2 separate regions of the Mus musculus genome follow, and region 1 is linked to region 2. A link is a contact called in public HiChIP or PLAC-seq data. All regions are on one chromosome and are shown on one strand. Each heading gives the region's core, a stretch centred on a gene start, on an enhancer-like site or on the middle of the called end of the contact. The rest is flanking DNA. Distances are from core to core; before and after follow the strand shown. Region 1 has its middle 19 kb from the start of Mrpl15. Region 2 has its middle 16 kb from the start of Gm22307.

Region 1 (2,700 bases), core at 118-2,617, 220 kb after region 2:
TTTGGTTTTCTTTAAAAAGAGAAAGAAAAGAAAAGAAAAGAAAAGAAAAGAAAAGAAAAGAAAAGGAGGGGAGGGGAGGGGAGGGGAGGGGAGGGGAGGGGAGGGGAGGGGAGGGGAGGAGAGGAGAGGAGAGGAGAGGAGAAGAGAAGAGAAGAGAAGAGAAGAGAAGAGAAGAGAAGAGAAGAGAAGAGAAGAGAAGGAAAAAGAGAAAGAAAAGGAAAGGAAAGGAAAGGAAAGGAAAGGAAAGGAAAGGAAAGGAAAGGAAAGAAAAGAAAAGAAAAGAAAAGAAAAGAAAAGAAAAGAAAAGAAAAGAAAAGAAAAAAAACTTTTTGAGACAGTTGCACTATGCAGCTCTGGCTTTCCCAGATCTCACTATGTAGACCAGGTTGTCTCAAACTCACAGAGATGGACCTCCCTCTGCCTCCCGAGTGCTAGTGCTGGATTAAACATGTACAGCCACTCCCAGCTTTCTCTGAAATGTATGTGCAAGCATGTGAGTGTGCGTGTGTAATCAGTGCCTATGAGGCCACAAGTGGGTGGCACATCGTCTTGAGAGGGAGTGACAGGGGGTTCTGAGCCACCTGATATGCTGGGCATTGAACTGAGGACCTCTGGAAGAGCAGTAAGTGCTCTTAATCACAGAGCCATCTCTCCAGCTTATTTTTGGTTTTTGCCTGTAGGAGTTGAGTACTTTAAAATATTGAGGCTTTGATGCTTAGTTTTGTAGAGTGGGTTGATCTGTGAGTTCACTCACAAAATTATCTTGGGAAGGCCAAGAAGAGTGGACCTTGCATTGGACCTTGCATTGGCTCTGCGTAAGAGCTATAAGATCAGCCGGGCATGGTGGCGCACGCCTTTAATCCCAGCACTCGGGAGGCAGAGGCAGGCAGATTTCTGAGTTCGAGGCCAGCCTGGTCTACAAAGTGAGTTCCAGGACAACCAGGGCTACACAGAGAAACCCTGTCTCGAAAAACCAAAAAAAAAAAAAAAAAAAAAAAGAGCTGTAAGACCTGCTCTTGATAGTGAGATCTCTTGGTGAGTGTCCATGATGTCCAGTGACACAGAGCTGAGACCCAGAGCTACTCAGCAAGTTACCACACACAGGACACATTCCTTACGGTTCAGTGAGAACGGCTGAATAACCTTTGTCTTTCTTCACTTTCCCCGCCTCTAACAAGCTAGTGTGGTTATTACACACTGTACTGAGGAGCCAGAAACAGCCCTGTTGGTTTTCTTTTGTGTTATAATAGGATTTGGGACACTGCGTTCTAATTATGATCTTGATACTACTATATGTTTCTCACCCTGAGAGAGCCAGGCAGGAGGTGGGAAAGAGTTCCTCCCCTGAACGGGAAGTAGAACAAAGAGCAGAACACGCTCTCCCCATCCTACACAAGGCAGCAGACGGCAGCAGCAGGCAGCAGCAGGCCACGCTACTGTTGAGAGCTGTCGCCAGACTGTAACCTTTACATACTGTTTTGGATGCCTTCTTGAATCCGATGTTTTTAACCCAAACACTGCGGTTCTCCTCACCTTCCATCCACATTTGATAAAGTTTGATATTTCTCTCACTTTTTTTCTTCTAGTTTTTGAAAGTAGAACATTTGTTTTGCAACAGATCAATGAAGTCCTCAGAACGAGCCTGGGCTACACAGCTGCTGTGGGAGCTGTTCCTTCTAGGAATCCACATCTGGATCTATAACAGTTTCCTTTTTGTTGTTGTTATTTTGTTTTGTTTTGTTTTTTCGAGACAGGGTTTCTCTGTATAGCCCTGGCTGTCCTGGAACTCACTCTGTAGACCAGGCTGGCCTCGAACTCAGAAATCCGCCTGCCTCTGCCTCACAAGTGCTGGGATTAAAGGCGTGCGCCACCACTGCCCGGCCTATAACAGTTTCTAAGTGCCTCTTTAGCCCAGCCCTGACAGCGCATCCTAGTTCTGCTTCCTCTGGTGCTCGTGCACACGGTCGCCATGCTTCCCACAAGTCCACTCCTGAAGATAGTAAGCCTTAAAACCACAAGATGTATCAACAGGCTGATCAGCTGGGTGGTAGAAATAAGGACATCTGTGCTTGACCCAAGTTCAGAAAACAGCCATTAAAACCTGGAGCGGCTGAGTATCTGCCATCTCATTTCTGCAAGCTTACAAGAGGGTGAGGAGCCAGGACATCTGTGCTTGGCCCGAGGCACAGGAGCAAGACTGGAGGTGCTTGCCACTGCTGCTGTCATGTTGTGGCTATTGCTGGGCGCTCCCTGTAGCTGTAGGCCTCAAGTCTCAATTTATAGATCTGTTTATTCTAAAGGAAAGAAGCAGGAAGTTCATTTTTATCAGTGACCTTGACTGGATGTCTTTGATGATGTTTAATAGGCTAAAGGTTCCGCAGTTTATTTATATCATTAAAAAATGATGCCATCTTTCTTGTATTTTTCACATCTCTTTAATGAGTGTGTTTCCTGAAGTCAGTCACACACACAGTTTAAAGCAAGTATTCTTCAGTACGACTTACTAATTCTTATTGTGGCTTCATCCTGACCGATGATATAAAGTGAGCGATATTATTTCCAAATATTTACCTGAACTTGTAATCTATTGTTTCTGGGCTTTTGTTTGTTTTGTGTTGTTTGTTTTAATTTTTTTTTTATTTTAATGGTGATATTTTAAAACCTTTTTCTCCATAATATTGTATAGAGCAGAATTTACAT
Region 2 (2,700 bases), core at 172-2,671:
AATCAGGTTTGTAGGTGACTCTACCCACTGAGCCATCTCACTGTCTCTCAACTAGTTTAACTGATGAAGGCTACGAGATTAACTTATTGCTTGATACAGGGAAATGTTAGCTTCTCAGGGAATGGTAGTTACCATCAAAATGACATTTATGTAGGGTGAGGCTTGGTGGTAAAGCTCAGGCCTTGCATGAGATTTACACACTTAAATACAGTTTTCATTTCTTCTTTTCTGTTGCTGAGAGTGAGATTATGGGGCTCATTAGCACGAAAGGCAAAATTTATCAGAGTGAATCAAAACTGTTATGCCAGCCATAGGATCAATGTTTTTACCATAATCATTTAAAAGTATGGGAAAACATTAAAGTCCAAGAGAGAACAAAGCATTTTAACTTCCATGCCCTTAGCAAGCATTTAGCAATCTGAAAATTATGGACTGCTGAACTCCATTTAAGATGTACAGAAGCCATTTGGTTTCTTCCTGTCTTCTTTCTTCAACCCTGGGACTTGCTAGGCTATGCTACTGCTCCCCCACGGAGCTCCTAGTTGTTAACCCTCCTGCTCTGCACACTGAAGCCCAGGATCTTGGAACTATGGGAACTCCAGACATCTCTCAATTCCTCCAATTACTTCGGTCCAGGATTCAGGCGCCTAATCTGGGCCTGGCGCTCTCCAGGCCAGCTTCCCTGCCATTCTTTGCAAGAACTGTGTGTACGGCATCAGACTTACTTTCCCAGAAGTGCTTCTGGGACCAGAGTCCACACAAAGGGGCTGTTAAACGTGCTTCCCTCCCTTTTGGCTCAGCTGGCTGCTGAGCCTCAGGTCACACACAGCTCACAGTTCCTATCAACTTTTCCCAAAGGATCCCTGGGCTCCTGCAGGAGCCAGCCCGTCCCTGGGGCAGGAAGTTCTGTTTACACTGTCTTGGAGCCAGGTGCTCATCCATAAAAGGGAAAAGAGCCCTTTAGGAAAAGGGCTGGGTGCTTGGAAACTCTTTAAAAGTGAAAGCCCCAAGGCTGCTGTCTGTTGTTCTGCACTTTGGCTTGATACAGTTTTTCTGTACACAAAAGCACAGGCTGTGGGGTTGGCTGAACAGTACAATTAAAAACCAACATCCAATAAACAGAAAGTGTGAAGAGAATGCCACAGGAACCCTCAACACTGCACAACTGGGCCAAATTACTGTTTGTTTGTTTGTTTGTTTGTTTGTTTTTGTTTTTCCTTTTCCGTTGATGTAAGCGGTTACAGGTAAACATCAGGTGTCTTTCCTCAATCTCTGTCTTTTTACATTTACTTTTTCCCATTTATGTTAATAGTGCAGGGGAGGTCAGAGAACAACTTTCAGGAGTCAACTCTCTCTTTCTACCATGAGTTCAGAGATCATACACATCCAGCTTGATTAGCAAGTGCCTTTACAGCTGAGCCAGCTCTCTAGCTCCACCCTGCTATTTCATTAGCCTTCTGGAGCAGAGTTCTGAAGGATCACTGGTAAGTGAACAACTGTCTCCGTGGTGCTTTGGATAAGAAGGAATAGTCATGCAGACTTTGAAATATTATGACCTTATAGCTGCCTCCAAATTTTCACATGGTGTCTAGCAAGGAAGCTATGTTCTCTCTGTTGCAGACAAATAGATCAGTGACATATACCACAAGCATATGTGAGAGACAGGAAACGGATAGCAATGCGGTGGGAAGGAGGGCTTTGGGAATCACAACTCTCAGGGGACTCAGTCTTAACAGGTAATGCTATTAAATCAAAATGTGAGGTATTAGAATTTCTATTATTTAATAGTAATTGCACAGTTATTAGGAATTGTTACCAAGTTTTAGGTTAGGGACTTTGCAAATCCAAACTCATTTTACCTTGATGATAGCATGTTCAGTTTGGTGCTGTCAGAGTTTTCAGTACCCAGAGACACCAGGCAGTTAAATAACTCATTTAACATCAGTGACACTGGGATAGGAACCCTGGGTAGTTAGCCACCAGCGACCTGGACATTTTATTTCACTTCTGCTTGTAATGTGTGCCCTTTTACTTTCTAGACACTTGAGATATATTCATATTTTAAATATAAACAACACAAATAATGAGACAGCTTAATGAACTGAAACAACCACTCAGGAGTTGAGAAAATAGCTTAGCTGAGAGTGTGATGAGCACACAAACTTAAGGACCTCAATTCAATTCCCAGCATCCATGTGAAAAGCCAGGCATGGAGGCAAGTGCTGTAATCCCATTGGTATTGAACAGGCAGATCCCTGGGTCTTGCAAAATAGCCTAGGCTAACTGGTGAGTGCGAATCCCAGAAAGAGACCCCGTCTTCACTGGCATTTTCAGTGATACCCATGGTTTTCCTCTGGCTTCCACATGCATGTGCACATAAACACACACACACAGTAACCCCTCAGTCATTCCCTCATTTATTCAGCACTTTCTGACAATTAGGACCATACTTAGAGATTCTGATGTTGTTCTTCACTAGTGAACTCAGCCAGAGACCAGGATTCAATTATAGCAAAGTTCTCATCCAGTCTCTACCATACTGCAGAGTGGTTTTCTGTGTGCCTTATGCATGGTCTTCAATGCATAGACCTGAATCACCAACCTCTCAAACTCCAGTTTGGGCCATGTGTGTCTTGCGATCTCTGCTGAGCAGAGGAAGCCACTCTTCCTCCCTGTGTGTTCTCCAAGGGGTCTGCTAGC

Evidence for each region. HiChIP or PLAC-seq counts read pairs in DNA pulled down with a chosen protein or histone mark.
Region 1: an H3K27ac HiChIP or PLAC-seq map of extraembryonic endoderm stem cells shows a contact between it and region 2. The contact joins two enhancer-like sites. A contact is called at or near these places in 1 of 15 datasets of contacts at CTCF or cohesin (stem cell-derived epiblast-like cells), 2 of 484 Hi-C or Micro-C datasets (forebrain and nephron progenitors) and 8 of 115 datasets of contacts at active chromatin or transcription factors (cardiomyocytes, differentiating embryonic stem cells, embryonic stem cells and 4 more).

The regions. Positions count from the first base shown.
Region 1 is chr1:4,765,549-4,768,248 of GRCm38.p6, forward strand. No RefSeq gene overlaps it. Among named protein-coding and RNA genes, the nearest start is that of Mrpl15, 19 kb to the right of the region's middle. Within about 2 kb of position 1,368, at least 17 of the 459 cell types and tissues checked have an H3K27ac peak or open chromatin away from gene starts, as enhancers often do. A contact at or near this core is called in extraembryonic endoderm stem cells, where this site is marked.
Region 2 is chr1:4,543,385-4,546,084 of GRCm38.p6, forward strand. No RefSeq gene overlaps it. Among named protein-coding and RNA genes, the nearest start is that of Gm22307, 16 kb to the left of the region's middle. Within about 2 kb of position 1,422, at least 33 of the 459 cell types and tissues checked have an H3K27ac peak or open chromatin away from gene starts, as enhancers often do. A contact at or near this core is called in extraembryonic endoderm stem cells, where this site is marked.